2 separate regions of the Mus musculus genome follow, and region 2 is linked to region 1. The links are chromatin contacts, called in public Hi-C maps. All regions are on one chromosome and are shown on one strand. The core of a region is the stretch at or near the end of the contact, and the rest is flanking DNA. Distances in the headings are between cores, read along the strand shown. Region 1 overlaps Cers6 (ceramide synthase 6). Region 2 overlaps Cers6 (ceramide synthase 6).

The links. A called contact is a pair of places that touch in the nucleus more often than the background predicts.
Region 2: a Hi-C map of Sertoli cells shows a contact between it and region 1, with 4 times the contacts expected there. The contact joins two enhancer-like sites. A contact is called at or near these places in 3 of 484 Hi-C or Micro-C datasets (Sertoli cells, liver and nephron progenitors), 3 of 115 datasets of contacts at active chromatin or transcription factors (embryonic stem cells, intestinal crypt epithelium and intestinal villus epithelium) and 2 of 9 other capture datasets (adipose tissue and pancreatic islet).

Annotation. Positions count from the first base shown.
Region 1 is chr2:68,935,904-68,939,071 of GRCm38.p6, reverse strand. All of the region lies in intron 2 of Cers6 (ceramide synthase 6), which reads right to left. Among named protein-coding and RNA genes, the nearest start is that of Gm52515, 31 kb to the left of the region's middle. Within about 2 kb of position 1,586, at least 24 of the 459 cell types and tissues checked have an H3K27ac peak or open chromatin away from gene starts, as enhancers often do. A contact at or near this core is called in Sertoli cells, where this site is marked.
Region 2 is chr2:69,009,801-69,013,086 of GRCm38.p6, reverse strand. All of the region lies in intron 4 of Cers6 (ceramide synthase 6), which reads right to left. Among named protein-coding and RNA genes, the nearest start is that of Gm52515, 43 kb to the right of the region's middle. Within about 2 kb of position 1,431, at least 40 of the 459 cell types and tissues checked have an H3K27ac peak or open chromatin away from gene starts, as enhancers often do. A contact at or near this core is called in Sertoli cells, where this site is marked.

The DNA of each region.
Region 1 (3,168 bases), core at 337-2,836:
GCTTCGGAACAGCCCCACCTCCTGGGTGCAGATGAAGGCAGGAAGGACCCTGTCCCCACTGCACTTCTGTTTCTGTGGCCTGTGAGCTTTTTTTTTTTTTTTTTTTTTTTTGGTTTTTCGAGACAGAGTTTCTCTGTGTAGCCCTGGCTGTCCTGGAACTCACTTTGTAGACCAGGCTGGCCTCGAACTCAGAAATCCGCCTGCCTCTGCCTCCCGAGTGCTGGGATTAAAGGCGTGCGCCATCACGCCCAGCATACCAATTCTTAATTAACATCTTCAATCAACTTGTCTCAATGCACTCCAAGAGTATTTAAATGTTTTCCTCCTTCTTCTTGGGTCTTATTTTATATTTATATATATATATATATATATATATATATATATATATATATATATCATCCTTTCTTATAATCATTTAACTGACTTATCTGTTTTATCACTTGGATATAAAAAGCCATTTATTCTGGTAATTTTGCACTGCAATTTTGTTGTTGTTGTGTGATGGTGTCTCACTCAATTGTCATCCTTTTAAAGGTTTACGATGACGTAATTGTGTACTACCAAAACGCAAGCTCCATAAGCATAGAAAACCTTTACTATCCTTTTCACTGGTGCCTATATGATAAAATGACTTATAAAGGTTTCTGTATACGTGAATATTTAAAAAGAAAGGTTGCCTCTTCCTTTTAATTTAAATGACTTATCTACTCACTGGCTCAAGCCCACAGGAGCAGTATGTAAAATTATCACTCCTTCCTCCCCCTTCTTTGTGTTCCCCACCCAACACTTGTCAACAATATAATCTTTCTTGGAGTTTGCTTTTGTACTATTAAATAGGCTTCTCCTGCCCTCTGATTTGCCAGCATTAGCTGATCTACCGCCCCCAACTACTAAGCGATTCTGCAACCAGAGACTTCCCATCAGCTTCTCCTCAGTTCAAGTTAGTTATCCTTTTTAAACTTCAAGAACTCACAACTTCAACATTCTGTTCTGACACCATCCCTCACATTTCTTCATTTCTTTAGTTTTACAGTTTAAATATATTCAAAACTCACAAACTTTCCCAGTAATCTTGTATAATCTTCTGGTTAGCTAAAATATATGACAACAATCTCCTTAAGATGGAAAAAAAAAATGAGGACAAATTTTAGAGAATCTGTCTACAATTTTTATACAAGAATTAATTTATTATCTGTGCGGGGAGGAGGAGGAGAAGGGAGAGAGGGAGTGGGAAAAAGAGAGGTGAAGAGAGAGCTCACACATGTGTTTGTATGTACTTGAGCAAGTGCCTGAAGATGCCCACATAGAACAGAAGGATATCAGATCCCTAGGACTGGAGTTATAGGTGTTTATGACTCACTTGCCATGAGTGCTGGGAACTGAACGCTGGTCCTCTGGAAGAGCAGCAAGCACTCAACCACTGAGCCACTTTTCTAGCTCCTGACTCCAGCTGTGACTGGAGAAAAGGGGGATCAGTAGCGCCCCCCCCCCTTGGCAGAGCCATCACTCCTTTCCCATCTGCAAGGGATCTGGGGAGGTACTAGAGTACACAGGAAGTAAAGGGTTAAGTGAAATTGGGACTCCATTATGCACTTTGCATGCAGCTGTCACCACAGTCTGTGGAACTAGATGGTGATTCAGATATTGGTGTATCACACAGACTCTTGTGAGAAACTCCTCTCCTATGCTCTCTGCTGGAAGACCAATAAGATCACTGGTAACACCATGCTAATCTTTGGTAAAATAGTACTTCTGTTGGACACTGGTGCCCATCTGAGGTCAAGAGACATTTTTTTGTGTCTCCCTCAGAAAAGGTAATCAACAACATAAAATGTCGCTTCATAACTGCTACATATTTTACCCTCATAGCTTTAGAACCAATTTAAATAGGAAATTCAAATTAAAAATATAATGAGATAAGGGGATAAAACCAGTTAAAAGACAGACACTCAAAAATAATCATTGGGGAAAAATAATCACTTGGTGTATTTAAATGGACTAAGAGCCATTAATAACTCTAGGTCTTTTGGCTCCATTCCCAAACTTCAGAATCTGAATCTGTGAAGATACAATGTAGCAGCGTGTGCACTCCTCAGAAGAGTGATGCAATGAGAGTGTGGAAACAGGCTGAAATAGATGCTGTATCATTCACTAAATGCTCTGTGTGTGTGTGTGTGTGTGTGTGTGTGTGCACGCGCGTGTGCATGCATGCTGTGTTGTTGTTGATTTAGTTAATCCTCATGAAAGCCTGTGAGTTTATTATTTGGAGATTTCTAAGGTCTCCAAAGGTTAAAAAAAAAATTGCTGAAGGCCAAACTTTAGTAAGGAAAAGGTAGCGTGCCAACTTACAGACTCAGGTCTGTCTCAGGTCCTACCAGGGTCCTAATTATTTCCTCATGTTTCTATGGTGTTTAGAATGTGATAGATTTCCCTTTAAGGTGGGAGGTAGGTTCTCCACAGTATTTTATATGACAGATTTTATCTGTAGAGCAGAGGAAGGAGAGAGAGAAAAAAGAGAGACAGATGTTATGACAAGAGAAGAAACTGATGAAGAATGTCATGACTTATATCCATCAGCTGATGTCAGAGGTAAGAGTGACCTGAGCAGAGAAGATGAGCAGTACTGTCACACAGAGCAGGGGGTCACATTCTAAAGGGAGGTTAATGCTCTATGGCTTATATTTTAAAAGTCTACACCATTTTTCAAATGTAATGTGTTCTTGCAAGTCAAATCTAACAGAAGCAATGACCATGTGCAAGCATGCCAAGAGTCTGGGCTCATACAGAAGTCCCACATAGGCATTTATTGTCCCCTTTCCATCTCCTGCCCCCCCCCCCAGGATCCACCTATCCCATTTCCTCTGTCCCCTACCTACTTATAACTACTGCCTTCAGATCCCCAGAAGGGTCATGGGAAACAAGGGTGGAGCAGAGAAATGTGAGATGTGAGATAGGCTTTGTTTCTCGCTGAGGTTTTCTGGTATGGGGCTGGGCTGCTACCTCTGTGCTTCATTCATGGGTGACTCAGCTAAGGTGACTCTTGCCTACTTGCAATCTTGTAGCAGAGACTGAGATGCTTTTAGAGGCCATCTATCCATCATGTGTGGGCGATGAGCCTGTAGTTGGGAGAGAGGCCTGTCTGAACTTTGCCCCCAGTGCCAAGGCACA
Region 2 (3,286 bases), core at 182-2,681, 74 kb before region 1:
GTGTGTACGCAAGAAATCAACCTCTGCTGCATTCCATAAGAGCTGTCTATCTTGTTCTGAGACAGAGTCTCCCACTTGACCTCCAGCTGCTGGGTTGGCTGGGCTCTTTGCTAGTGAGTCTCAGAGACCATCCTGTCTCTCAACTCTCTGGTACTGGAATTACAAGCATGCAACTGGGCTTGTTCACAATGATTCTGGGCAGTGAACCCAGGTCCTTTCTGCTTGTGCTTAACTGAGTTCTCTCTCCATACCAAGCTGCTGTTTAGAATTGCTTGTTTGCTAGGATGGTGATGGGGCCACATCTGGTCCCCAGCCTGGGTCTGAAGCTTCTACTGCAGACACTGCAGGATACTGGGCTTTCCCAGAGTGCAATGAGCCTGATCCACAGTGGGATCTAGCTCCCTTCCGTTGTCTGCATCTTTGACCAAAGCTGCTTCTACATGTGAGATTTCTTCCACCCTGTGGTCACACACCAGAGTCAGATCATATTTATAGACGAATCTGATCCTTTTATTAGATTACTGAAGGTAGGCAGCATGCCTTTCTTCTCCTGTACCTTGTCCTGTGCCTTCTGAATGGGCGGGGGATTCATCCAGATGAGCATAGTCAGCCTACCAGGACCACAACTCTAAAAATACATGACTCTTCCTCTCTGAGCACCCATCCATGTCAAGAGCTCCACAGTTAGGGGTGGGGGCTGCATGCACCTTCCCATTCATGCTGGAATATTAACTGTTTTGATCATGTGTTGGTCTTGCTGCTGTGAATCCTGAGTGTAGTAAACCTGTTATGTCAGGAGGCACTGTTTTACCCAAGTCCTCCACAACCTTTGGCTCACAGTCTTTCAGTCTTCTCTCAAACACAATAGCAATGTCAGCCCCTGACAAGCACCATATTCATTTTTGCGTTAATGAAGAAGGGAAGTTTGAAGGACACAGGATAAACAGCTATCTGTCCCGCCTTTACAGTGGACAGCAGCAGCCCAGGACCAGATGATCTGAAGGAACACACAGATCTCTCATGGGAGCATAGGCTGGCTGCACAGAAATGTCTGATTCACATCAATGCCTTGGCCTAAGAACCCTTCACTCCCCACACACCCAGACAAGACCATGAGAACACACATAGTTGTCACAAACACAAGTGGTCCATCTCTTTATTTCTCCCAGAAAGCTGATTTTTAAGGAGGGGGAAAAATCAGGCAGTATTTCATGATGACCATTGTATGTGAAAGCCATCAGCTCTTGAATTTTAGTAAAACACAGTTGAATTAAAAAAAAAGAAAAGAAAAACGGTTTGTGTTGAATGCAGCGTGTGATTTTCCTGTGTGGCAGAGGTCCCTGCTGCTGATTCCTAATGCAGAGAGACTGTGCAGGTGCGGGCTCTGATTCACAGATCAATACTTCATCTCTAATTACCCGAGCCCTCCTGTGCACTACTACTTTCTATTCCCCATGGAAACGGGACATGAATACTAATGCGATCCAGTTGTCAGGCACTGCCTGTAGCCAGCGCAAGTCTGCAAAGCCAACTTCGTCACAGCATACAAATGAGGAGTAATATTTTTCACAATCAAGCTCTGCTCCAGACTCATGAGAAGTCCATGCCTTTAGGGGACTCATAATGAATATATTTCAATGAGTGTTATTTTAGTAACCTCTGAAATCTAAGTTTCTTCCCCCACCCCCACCCCCTTCAGTCCTGGAGTTTCTACAAGTCGATATAGCATTGAGGAACCTCGAAAGAGACTTATCAGACTCAGGAATGCTTGGGACAATTACAGAAAAGCATGTAACATACTTTAAGGTCAGAGCAATCATTGGTATTTGGGGACCAAGTAACCATGACCTTGACTCCCCCGTATCCATTCCAGCTTCGCGGAGTCCTGAAGTCTTGCTGCTTGGCTGCCTGCAGAAAGCTGTCATGAGATGTCATTCTCTCTAGATGTGCCTGCATTCAAAGTAGGACAACTGGGGACAGGGGGTTGAGGGGAAGCACTTTTCCATGTCCTTTAGAAGACACAACAGTAAACCAAAGTGCTGCTTAACTATGAACCATCACATCAGCACTGGCTCAGTCCCTAAAACACCTGAACAAGGTTAATTTGCCTGACCACTTTACCTCTAAGGTTGAGGAAATGCATCATACACCACAGAACCTGGCCTTCAGTGAGCAACAAGATAACCACACTCAGAATTCACAGCAGTAAAGATCAGCTATATCACTACTGTGACTGTAGTTATTGTTAGTCACACACATTTTACCCTGCCTATTCACTAAGCCAGGAGTTGTCCTCCCAGTCATTATCCCACACGGAAAAAAGTGAAAAAAAAAAAAACACTCTTTAAAGCACCACACAGAATGAAGAATTTGAGTCATTTCCTAACACAGACCATATAAATACATTTGAAATGTAGCCTCGGCTATCACCCATAGCTCATAGCCCCCACATTCAGAAAGCTAACCCAAGAAGATTGCCAGTTCAAAGAGGGCTTGGGTAACACAGCAAGACCCTGGCTTAAGAAATAAACAAAAGAAACAGAGCATCCTACAAAAATACAGAGAACTTGAGTTTTAGCAGGATCACACACAGGAGGACAAAATCTGCCCTGCAAGTACAGTAGGGTTGTTCCAAGGCATTCCTGGTGATGCAATCATGGAAAGGGGTTTGTTTCCTAAGGAGAAAGCCCCAAATTAGGGCCATGGGAATGAGAGCAATATGAACAGCTAGACTTTTTACACCAAACTTTGTATGTGTATGCACATGTATGTATGTCATGTATATGTATGCATTTGTCTATGTGTGGAGGCCCGTGTATGTGTATGTACAGATGCACATTCACATATGAATGTGTGTATAGAGTGCAGAAGTTACCACTGAGTGTCTTCCTCTATCAATTTACCTCTTCTTTCTTGAGACACCATCTTTTACTGAATGTGGAGCTCACTGTTCGGTTACACTGGTTGGACAGTGAGCTCCAGGGTTCCTCTGTCTCCATGTCTCCAGTCTGGGATTTACTCTGGTGCCTTCCTGGGTATCAGTGTGGGTTCTAAGGATCCAAACTCAAGTCTCTGTGATTGGGAAGTAAGTAAACTTTTTGTTTGTTGTTTTAATGGAAGCCATCTTAAAATTTCTATTTTCTCATATAAAAATTGTTAATAACTTCATATTCTCTTCAGGTAGTCATTTTACTCTATTTCCTACATCTTAGAGCTTTTAAATAATAATATGTTAGGTATTTTCAGAAACATTAACCATATTTCTGCCTTCTAAAAAGAAGTCTTC